Linked DNA regions of Sus scrofa: region 2 is linked to region 1. The links are chromatin contacts, called in public targeted proximity ligation maps. All regions are on one chromosome and are shown on one strand. The core of a region is the stretch at or near the end of the contact, and the rest is flanking DNA. Distances in the headings are between cores, read along the strand shown.

Region 1 (4,777 bases), core at 1,351-3,850:
CATCAGCTCTTCTTGGGTCTCTGGCCCACCAACGTTCAGGCAGGAACGACATCATCAGCTCTCCCGGATCTCAGGCCTTGCGAAATGCAGGTCTTGGAGACTTGGTGGCCTCCACGGTCCTGTGAGCCAAATCCATGTAATACGTCTATTTGCACATGCATGCGAACCACATTCTATTGGTTTTGTTTCTCTTAGGAACCCTAACATAATTATATGCTTATCAACTCATAGCAACTACACTTATATACTTTCATTAAGGTTGAATTTAGAAACTCATCACTTAGGTGACCTTTCTATATTTAGATGCTAGGAAAAAAGTATTTCTACACTCAAACTCTTGGTGCCAGGCTCTATTCTAGGGGCTGAGGATACAGTGGTGACTAAGACAGAAAGGCTGAGTAAGACAGAAATCCTCCCACAGAGCTTACATTTTGGTGGAGAGAGATAAGACATTAAATACACACATAGACATTTTCAGACTGATACTAAATACTACTTTTAAAAAGGAGAAAAGGGAGGATATAAAAAGGAATGAAACTGGTGAAAGAGGCTGCGTTAGGCTGGGTGGTGGGGAAGGCCCACCTGAGAGGTGTTACTGAGGGAAGGCCTGTGTGGCGAGAAGGAACACATCACATGGTGTCTGGGGGCTGTGCTCCAGGGTGATGTGACACAGTGCAAAGGTACCAAGGTGGACACAGATCTGATGTGCCCAAGGAGCAAAAAGGTGAGAGCACCGGTTCTGAGCCTGAATCTCAGAAGGTTTGCAAGTATCCGCCTGTTTTTTTGTGCCTTCACCACTTTCCTGAGAAGAACCTGTCCAGGCTGGCCCATTGGTCTCAGGAGAACCAAAGACCCAGATGAGCCAATTCTCCCGGGACCTGCACATCCCAGAGAAGAAATAATTGCCATTTTAAGCCAGGGATTGGCAAACTCTTTCTGTGAAGGGCCAAGTAGTAGGCCTTTTAGGCTTTTCAGGCCATAAAGTTTCTGCAGCAACTATTCGATTACTGCTTTTGCAGTCAGAAAGCAGCCACAGAATGGACATGGGTAAGTTCCAACATGAAAGTTTCATTTATGGACAATGATATTTGCAATTCATATAATTTTCACGTGTTATGTACTTTCTTCTTTTAGTTTTTTAAAGCCACTTGAAAACGTAAACTTCATACTTTAGACTGAAGGCCATTCAAAAACAGGCATAGTTTGCTGCTCCTGTTTCAAGCCAGCAAATCTGAGGGTAGTTTGTTAGAGGACATGTCTGTAAAAAAAGTTACACGACACAGAGTGGATATGTGATACACCCTGGTCAAAAAAGTGGTACATTTAAGATCTTGCCTACAGATCATTAGAAGGGGTCTGGATTTTCTATTATAGTCATGATGTAATCTGATTCACACTTTTCGAAATGTACCCTGGATGCAATGTGGAGAATGAATCATAATGAGTGAGAAGTGGTGAGAGATGATGATGGCTTATGTTTATATTTGCCTAACAGAGGTACCACGTATTTCTTCTTAAATGCTTGGAGCAGTGGTTCTCAAACTTTTTGGTCTCAGGACCCTTTTACACTCTTAAAATTATTTCAGATCCTAAAGAGTTTTTTAATTTTTTTTTACTTTATGTGGATTTTGTCTATTGACATGTACACTAAAACAAAGGAAATTTTAAAATATTTGTTCACTTATGAAGAAATAAGCCCATTATAGGTCAACATAAATGATTTTATGAAAAGTAACTATATTTTCCTAAACAAAATAATTCAATGAGAAGAGTAGCATTTATTTTTAATTTTCAAAAGTGTCTTTAGTGTGTGTTTAATAGAAGACGACGGGAAAAATCTGGGTTTTTGGCATTCAGTCTGTTGCAATGTCACAAGTCCAATAAGCCTCTGGGAAACTCCTCTGTACTCTCTCATAAGAGAATGAGACAAAAAGGTAAATAATGTCTTAGTATTATTACATAAATAATTTTGACCTTGAGGATCTCTGGGAAGGGTCCCCAGCCTACATTTGGGAAACTGCTGGCCTGGAAGTTCTCTAGTGGGTCAGTGGCTAGTATTTGATAAACACTGAACCACTGGTTCAAGCCCTGGTCTGGGAACTGAGACCCCACATCAATCTGCCGTACACTGTACATGGATAGACGGATGGATGGAAAGAAGAAAGCAAGAAAGAGGGAGGAAGGAAGGGAGAAAGGAAACTGGTGGCTTCGGGTAATAACTCACTCACTTCTAAATGCTAGAGTCTCACTGATTTTGAAGTACAGCTGTCCTATGGTAATCCTTAGGGACACAACCCCCACCCCCAACCCACAAATACTAAAATCCACAGATGCTCAAGTCCCTTATACTAAATGGCACAGCATGTGCATATAAATTAAGCACCTCCTCCTGCATACTCGAAGTCATCTCTAGATTATTTATAATACCTAGTACAATGTAAAGGCTACATAATCAGTTGCCGGTACACTTGCCAAGTTTTGCTTTTTAGAACTCTTTAGAATTCCCCCCCCCACTTTTTTTTGGCCACACCCATGGCACATGGTAGTTCCCAGGCCAGGGATCAGACCTGCGCCACAGCAGCAACCCAAGCCATTGCAGTGACAATGCCAGATCCTTAACCTTCTGTGCCACGAGGGAACTCCCATTCCTAAATATTTTCAATCCCCAGTTGGTTGAACCTGCAGATATAGAAACTGCCGACATACAAGGCCTGCTGATCCTGCAGCTCTGCACCCAGTGTGGATGGTCACCTGGATCCCTACCACACCCCACAGTCTCCTGCTGCCAGTTCTCCTCCACCCACAGCTCGCCTTCCACATTGCCTCAGAGCAATTATTCTAAACACAGGTCTGACTCATCACTCACTCACTGAAAACCAGCTGAATGGTTCCCGTTTTCTTCAGGAAGAATCCAAGTTCCCTAGCCACTCGACAGGCAAGCCCTGACCTGGCCACCGCCTTCCCCTCCGGCTTCGCTCCCGGGTACACTGCTGCAGCCCTTCAGAACTACTTCTGCTCCTAGAAGGTGAGTGCCCCTCATACCCATACACCGAGCGCATCCTTCATTTAAAAGGAGGGATGGGCTCCCTTTCTTCCCTCAGCCATCTCCTTCGAGATCACGCTTAGATGTCACCTTGAGAAACTGCCTGACACCCATGTCTATCTCTTCAACTTAATTTATCACAATGCATCTTAATTCTACTTGCCTGTCCAGCCCTGTCTGAAGAGCGAGTTCCTCAATAGCAGAAAGAAACCAAACCATCTTTGTGTCTCCAAGCAGTACAGTACCTGGCCTCAGAGTAAGCATCTCCATTAATCTCTGCTAAGTGAACAACTTAGGGAAATATGATAAAGAAACTTTATCCAATTTAGAATTAATCAGAGACAGATATGAAGTTAATGGAATCAAGTAATGAAGGGGGGATAAAACCTCAAAAAAATTTTTTTAGGAAGCAACTTTAAAAGTCTGATCATAGAATGCATTCAACTCTCTCTGCACAAGTGTGACTTAGTCTGTAACATTTCTGAAGGATCATTTTTTTCCTGCTTAATTTAGTGTATGTATGAATCACACATAGGCTGACTAATCACCTACTAAAGATACTGCATGTGGATCATTAAGACTGAAACAATCTAAAGACAATAAAAATTTTAAAAGATACATCCTGAATATACAGTACCTATCACAGCTACACCTGTTACCTTTTAGAAGACACCAGAATAACATATGTTATTGTAAAGTGCAGGCTGTACTGAAGGAAGAAGGCTCTTGCTCCCTCTGCTTTTACATCAGCCCTCATAAAGCACACTCAGGGAAAGAAATCATTGTCAACTATCCTGCTCTGGCTCTAGGAAAAGATTAATATACTCTTCGATGTGACCTTGGACACCAGCCCAGAAGATAGGTCCCCTGCTGCGTCTTCGCGAGTGTGTGGTCAAGCAAAGAACAGCGCTGGGATAGGACAGGACATGTGGCATTTAATTAGCATTTACTGAACACCTTGCACCAGGCACTACACAAGGTGCCTTATAGACTTTAGGCATCTCACCTAAACCACCTGCCTCACAGGCTCAATCACAATCACTGAGCAAAAACAGAAGTTCCCTAGAGTTCCCAGGTAGCTTGGTGGGTTAATGATCCAGGGTTGTCACTTCTATGGCTTGGGTCACTGCTATGGCACAGGTTTGATCCCTGGCCTGGGAACTTTTGCAAGCCACAAACACAGCCAAAAATAAAAAATTAAAAAATATGTATCTATAAGTATTCATTCAACAAATATTCACTGAGCACACCAGTTAGGGTCAGGGAGGGCAAATGACTTGTCTCTCTTGCTCACTTTTATATACCAAGATGTCAGTGGAGTGTCTGGCACATAATGGAACATAAAGGCCAGATGATTTTGCCTCCTAGAGCTCTCAAATCTGTCCACTTTTCTCTGTCCACTTTTCTCTGTCCACTTCTCTTTATTTGCCCTTCCACCAGTCTGGTCCTGACTAACTGCCCTGCAGCCATTCTTGTTCCCTCTGATTCAGGGTTTCTCAGCTTTGGCACAGCTGACATTTAGGGCCTGGAGCTAATGTATCCAATAGAGAAGGTCCAGCAGCACTCCTGGCCTCCAACCCTTAGATCCCAGTACACAATAACCTCGGATGGCAACAGCATCCCATTGTTCTCAGGACAAATCTCAATCCTCAACACCTAATTTACCAAGTGCTGGCAAGAGGGCATCACCAACTGCACCAACCTCGCCTAGATCCACACTTTCTCTTGTTTTCA
Region 2 (4,777 bases), core at 715-3,214, 70 kb before region 1:
TGGACTTGCATTACACTGAAGTATGCAGGGGAAAAAGACAAAGGATCAAATTCAAAAGTTTCATTTAAAATATCACACAGAGTTTAGGGCAAAAAAATTTTAATACCTGCAAACTTAAAGGCAAGTCGTGAATTCTGGTAGCCAGCGTTCGTATTTCTCTATCAGATAAGACACCAGATTGATCTGTGTCAACTTCATCAAAGACTTGAGATACATTCAAGGGCTGAACTGCACTCATGAGATAATAAAAGTAAGAGAAGGCAAACTGCATGTCCTCGGAATGGCGCACTTTGTGAAACGACGTCTTGTCAAATTCTTCAGGGAACCTGTCCAAACATAACGTATCGTGAGATCTGGTTATTTAAGGTACGGCCAGTACCTAACGTGTGGAATCAGACTCCTCCTTCCCACTGTCGACCTTATACCTTCAACAAATCAGCCATCAAGCGTTAGAGCCGTAAATGCCGCACAGCCAAGATGTAAGTTTCAGCAGCCATGGCTGTGAGCACCAGTGAACAACTCAAACACAACAAGACTTACATATCTTGCAGTTCTTGCATAACGATCCGGTCGATCATGTGAGGCATGTGTGCGGGGACTTTGCGAGACGTGAATCCAAACTTGCTGTTCAGAATTTTATTCACATAACGGAGGGAATCTGCAAACGTATCTTTTAGGTGCCTCCCAGTGTGTTTGCTGTCAGTGAAGTATGCCAGTTGTGTCTTCAGTGACTCTTCTTCCTGAAAAGAGAATTCCACACAACACAGCATCATATTTTAGTGCACAAGTGCCCGTGTTAACTAGAGACAGAGGTACTACTTTATGCAACGTGGTAACAACGAGTCACTAGCTGTTGTGAGGGGCACATGACATGAGCACTAGTATGTCTCTTCAAGGATCCTAAGAGCAGGACTAAACCAGATTTCAGTGAAAGTTATGGCCAACACCGGCCTGAGAACAACAGCTGCAGGGCAAAGGTCTATTTATAGGGCATTCTTCAGGGCTCCTCACTGAGCATGAGATTTCACAGCCAATTTCAACGCAAAATTCAGAAAACTGACTTTGAATAAATTTGATAGTAATTTCAGTATCAAGTTATTTCTACTGCTGACATCAAAGCAAGTATTTAAACCGACTGGAATAAAAATTGGTTCACTATATAATAGTGTTAACATCATGAAATGTAAAGAATCCAGTTAAACCCAGTAAGAGGTGAAACTGAATGAATGGGCAAAGAACATGAACACAATTTACAGGGGATGATAAGCAAAACATTTCTGCTTCTGAAATTGATGAAAGTGTAGACTGATATTAACAGGTGTTGGTCAGCCTGCAGGGACAAAGGCAGGCTCGTATACTGTTGGTGGAAGGGGTGTAACATTTAAGGAAGACGTAGTTCAATTTCATACATAGAAGACCCTTTAACCTAGCAATTCTACCTACAGAAATAAAGCTTCCTCAAGAGCAACGTATGTGGGAGTTCTTGTGTGGTACAGCAGGTTAAAGACCTGGCATTGTCACTGTTGTGGCTTGGTTCACTGCGTGGCATGGGTTCAATCCCTGGCCTGGGAGCTTCTGCATGGGTGCGGCCAAAGTGGTGGCGGGGGGGGGGGGGGGGGAGGTATATGTACAAGAATGTTGATTGCAACATATTTGTAACCGAAAAACATACAGCTGTTAAAACAACAATGGCAGTTTGCCCATCTCCTATTACGTCAAAGGCAAGTACAGAGCAAGATATGGATAATTTCACTGCTGCAAAACATAAACTATATAAATACTGGAAGAATACCCACCAGCCTACATGTTCATAGTGACTGTCTCAAGTAAGGAGATTAAGGGAGGAAGAAAAGAGACCTTTCCCTTTTCACTGTTTTTTATTTTTTGCTCTGCAATTTTTATCACTAGCCTATAGCACTTCTGCAATTTTTAAAAGGAGTAAGGGAGGGAGAAAAGTGAGGAAATCAACATTGGCATCGCTCAATAGTTAGGAAATACTGCGTGTCAGGGACAAGATACTTCCCACTCCCCAAAGAAAATGAGAGAAAAGCGTCAACTCTCCTCGTCACAGCTCCTCGAGGCTGTGCTCTGCTTGCCATCCAGCCTAGAACACATGGCTTTTCTCTGTCTGTCCTCCTCCCCACCATCCAAAAGTCAGCAGACAGGGCACTTCCTCCGGGATGCCTCCTCCGAGACCTCCAGGCAGAGTTAAGGCGTGTTCCCTTTGGATCCTGCCCATGCCTCAGCAGACACTTATCACACTGCCCACAAGTCTGCCCCCCAGCTCGCTCTCTCAGTCTCCCAGAGCAGCGACTGTTCTGACCATCTCATGCTCCCCAGCAGCTGGCACAGAGACGGCGCTTACAAGATGTGCAAAGGAGCCCAGGGCACTGCGGAGGCTGCGGAACAGGAGGGACAGCGAGACAACACTGAGGCTTGGCTCACACCCTCTGCTGCTGTGGGGGTGGGAGAGCTAATGCATCTCGGGGTCTTTCATGAGTAAAGTAAAAATACCAGAGCCAACTCACACAACGTATGCAAAAGTGTTTTTTAAAATCACAATAAAAATTTTTAAGTAAAAAATTAAATTGCTACATACCAAGGAAAGATAAGATACCATCCCTATTCTACTACTACTTCTCAGGGTATGGCCCAGCTACCTCCCTTACTCACTCACACAGAGGCTGCTTCCTAAACTGTGAGATGGGGATGATGACAGCAGGGCCCTTATAAGGCATTTTTATGGTTAGAGTTACTGGGATAATTAAATGAAACCAGGCAAGAAAAGCCCCTGAGTTCAGTGGTGGCCACAGGCAAACGCTGACTAAGTGCAGCCGTGAGTATATCATCACCACTGACAAGGTTGTTCATTTTTTCTGAGCATGGGAAGGTTCAGGCTGGGTATCACTTACATCCAGAAGATCCTGGAAATACTTCTTCTTCTCCCATGGCAAAAAGCCCAGGTAACTGTCTGTGTAATACTGCAGTTTTCTTCCAGGTAATACTTCATCACCACCTAGGTGACTGTTAGCATTTTCCCCCAGTCTGTTTTTCTCTTGTTCTTTCCCTGTGATTATCTTTTCTTGTGTCTCCTTCTTTTCCAAGCTGACAATCAGAGATGAGAACTTTTCTTTGGACACACTCCTGCCTCCCATTGTTTGGGTCAGAGTTTGGGACCTGAGTCTGGCTTTGGTTTCTAAGTCCAGTGGCGTCTGACTCTGGGAATGGCCGTTCACCCTCATGGTCACTGCTGGAAGAGGCAAGGACCCCTGGGACCTTTCAGGTGTTCCTAAGCTGCTCGGGTAGATGCTTCTGTGAACCTGTTTTCCCAATGGGGCCTCCATACTGTCATTTCGTTGCCCTGTCACAGGAGCCTGATTTACTGCCAACTCTGCATAACGTGGGTTCATCAGAAAGGGCCTCAGCAGGGCTGACTTGGACAGGTTGTATCCTTTCAGGGTGATGTCTCCGAGTTCCAGCTGCAAATCCAAGTTACTGAGGCTCAGCTGGGCCTCCTTGGGAAGGAGTGAAATATTGACCAGCGGAACTTCCACCTCCACCTGGAATTTTCCTGTTGTGTTAGCATCGTGTCTCTTGACCTTGGGGAAGCGTTTTTCTTCTGGAATATCCTCAAACGGGATTTCCACCTCTGGAAGAAGCACTGTCGGGCTGACCAAATCTTGGTAAGACTTCTGGGTCGTAGAATTCCGTTTGGGCTCCTCCCTTGTGTCAACCTCTACCGCTAGCTGGATTTTGAACTCTTCACCGTTTGTACTTTGAAGTGTGAGATTAAAATGTATTGTGGTTGCATTCATGCCACTGTGCAATATGAGGTGGATGGTTTTCCACTTGTTGGCGATAGAAGCGTGTCGAATTATGGGGTTGTCACTATAGGCGCCTTCGATTCCCCTTTTGGCTATTTCTGCAAAGCTGAAATAAGGCAGGCATTCACCTTTTGGAATAACATAGTGAGTCTGGTTTGGGAGAAGAGTTACTTTATACAATTCATGAAAATGATCTAGAGGAAAAAACACAAACATGACTTTTAAAAAACTAGCCATTTCCCCCCTTTTCCTTCAATTCTTAGGGTTTGAGTTTTCACTTTCTAAGAATGACTTTAAATGAACTTTAACCAGAAATTCTAACACAAAAGCTACTAGTGTAGGGCTCATTTTTACTCTCGGAAGCAATCACTACTATCAATAGAGAATGCTAAGGCTGACTCACTACAGAGACACAGCATGATTCCGAAAAGCAAACTCCAATATCAACTTCCATCTTTTTGTCCATTTGAAAAAAATATAAATTCTTGCCAAAAAGGACCCCAATTAATAAGCTATTGACAAAATCCAGTATTCAAACCATGCTTATTTCATGAGCCATTGCTCTCCTTCTATTCTTCCCAAACTAAACCTTCACCACATACTTTCAACTAAGATAACTCTGCTCAGTTAAAACAAAGAACAACAAAAAAAAGTCAGACAGGAGCACTAACAGGAAAAGATGCAGCTTCAGTGTCTACTTTTTTTCCTAAAGATCCGTGTCCTTCTCTTACTTATGACTCACAACTAATTTGGATGCAGGGCTGAGAAAGGGACACACAGACCATAATTACTTTAAACAACAGCAGCAATCCAAACCCCTTCTACCTAGCAAGGATTGTCATCCCCTTATTCTAAGTATGTTTTGACAGCTAAAATAAATATACCTTGCCCACAGTCGCCAGCATCAAACCCACAGGATAAGACATTGCAGGCTTGGTCACAGAACTTATCAG

What was found.
Region 2: a targeted proximity ligation map of alveolar macrophages shows a contact between it and region 1. A contact is called at or near these places in 2 of 5 promoter capture datasets (fetal liver and liver), 8 of 47 Hi-C or Micro-C datasets (alveolar macrophages, blood, epiblast stem cells and 5 more) and 2 of 2 datasets of targeted methods (alveolar macrophages and skeletal muscle).

What each region holds. Positions count from the first base shown.
Region 1 is chr5:82,370,729-82,375,505 of Sscrofa11.1, reverse strand. The region is part of intron 8 of GNPTAB (N-acetylglucosamine-1-phosphotransferase subunits alpha/beta); the gene reads right to left. Among named protein-coding and RNA genes, the nearest start is that of DRAM1, 48 kb to the right of the region's middle.
Region 2 is chr5:82,440,303-82,445,079 of Sscrofa11.1, reverse strand. GNPTAB (N-acetylglucosamine-1-phosphotransferase subunits alpha/beta) reads right to left here. Exons shown (of 28, transcript XM_021092670.1): 19 at 4,709-4,777; 20 at 2,913-4,018; 21 at 541-740; 22 at 107-326. Among named protein-coding and RNA genes, the nearest start is that of SYCP3, 50 kb to the left of the region's middle.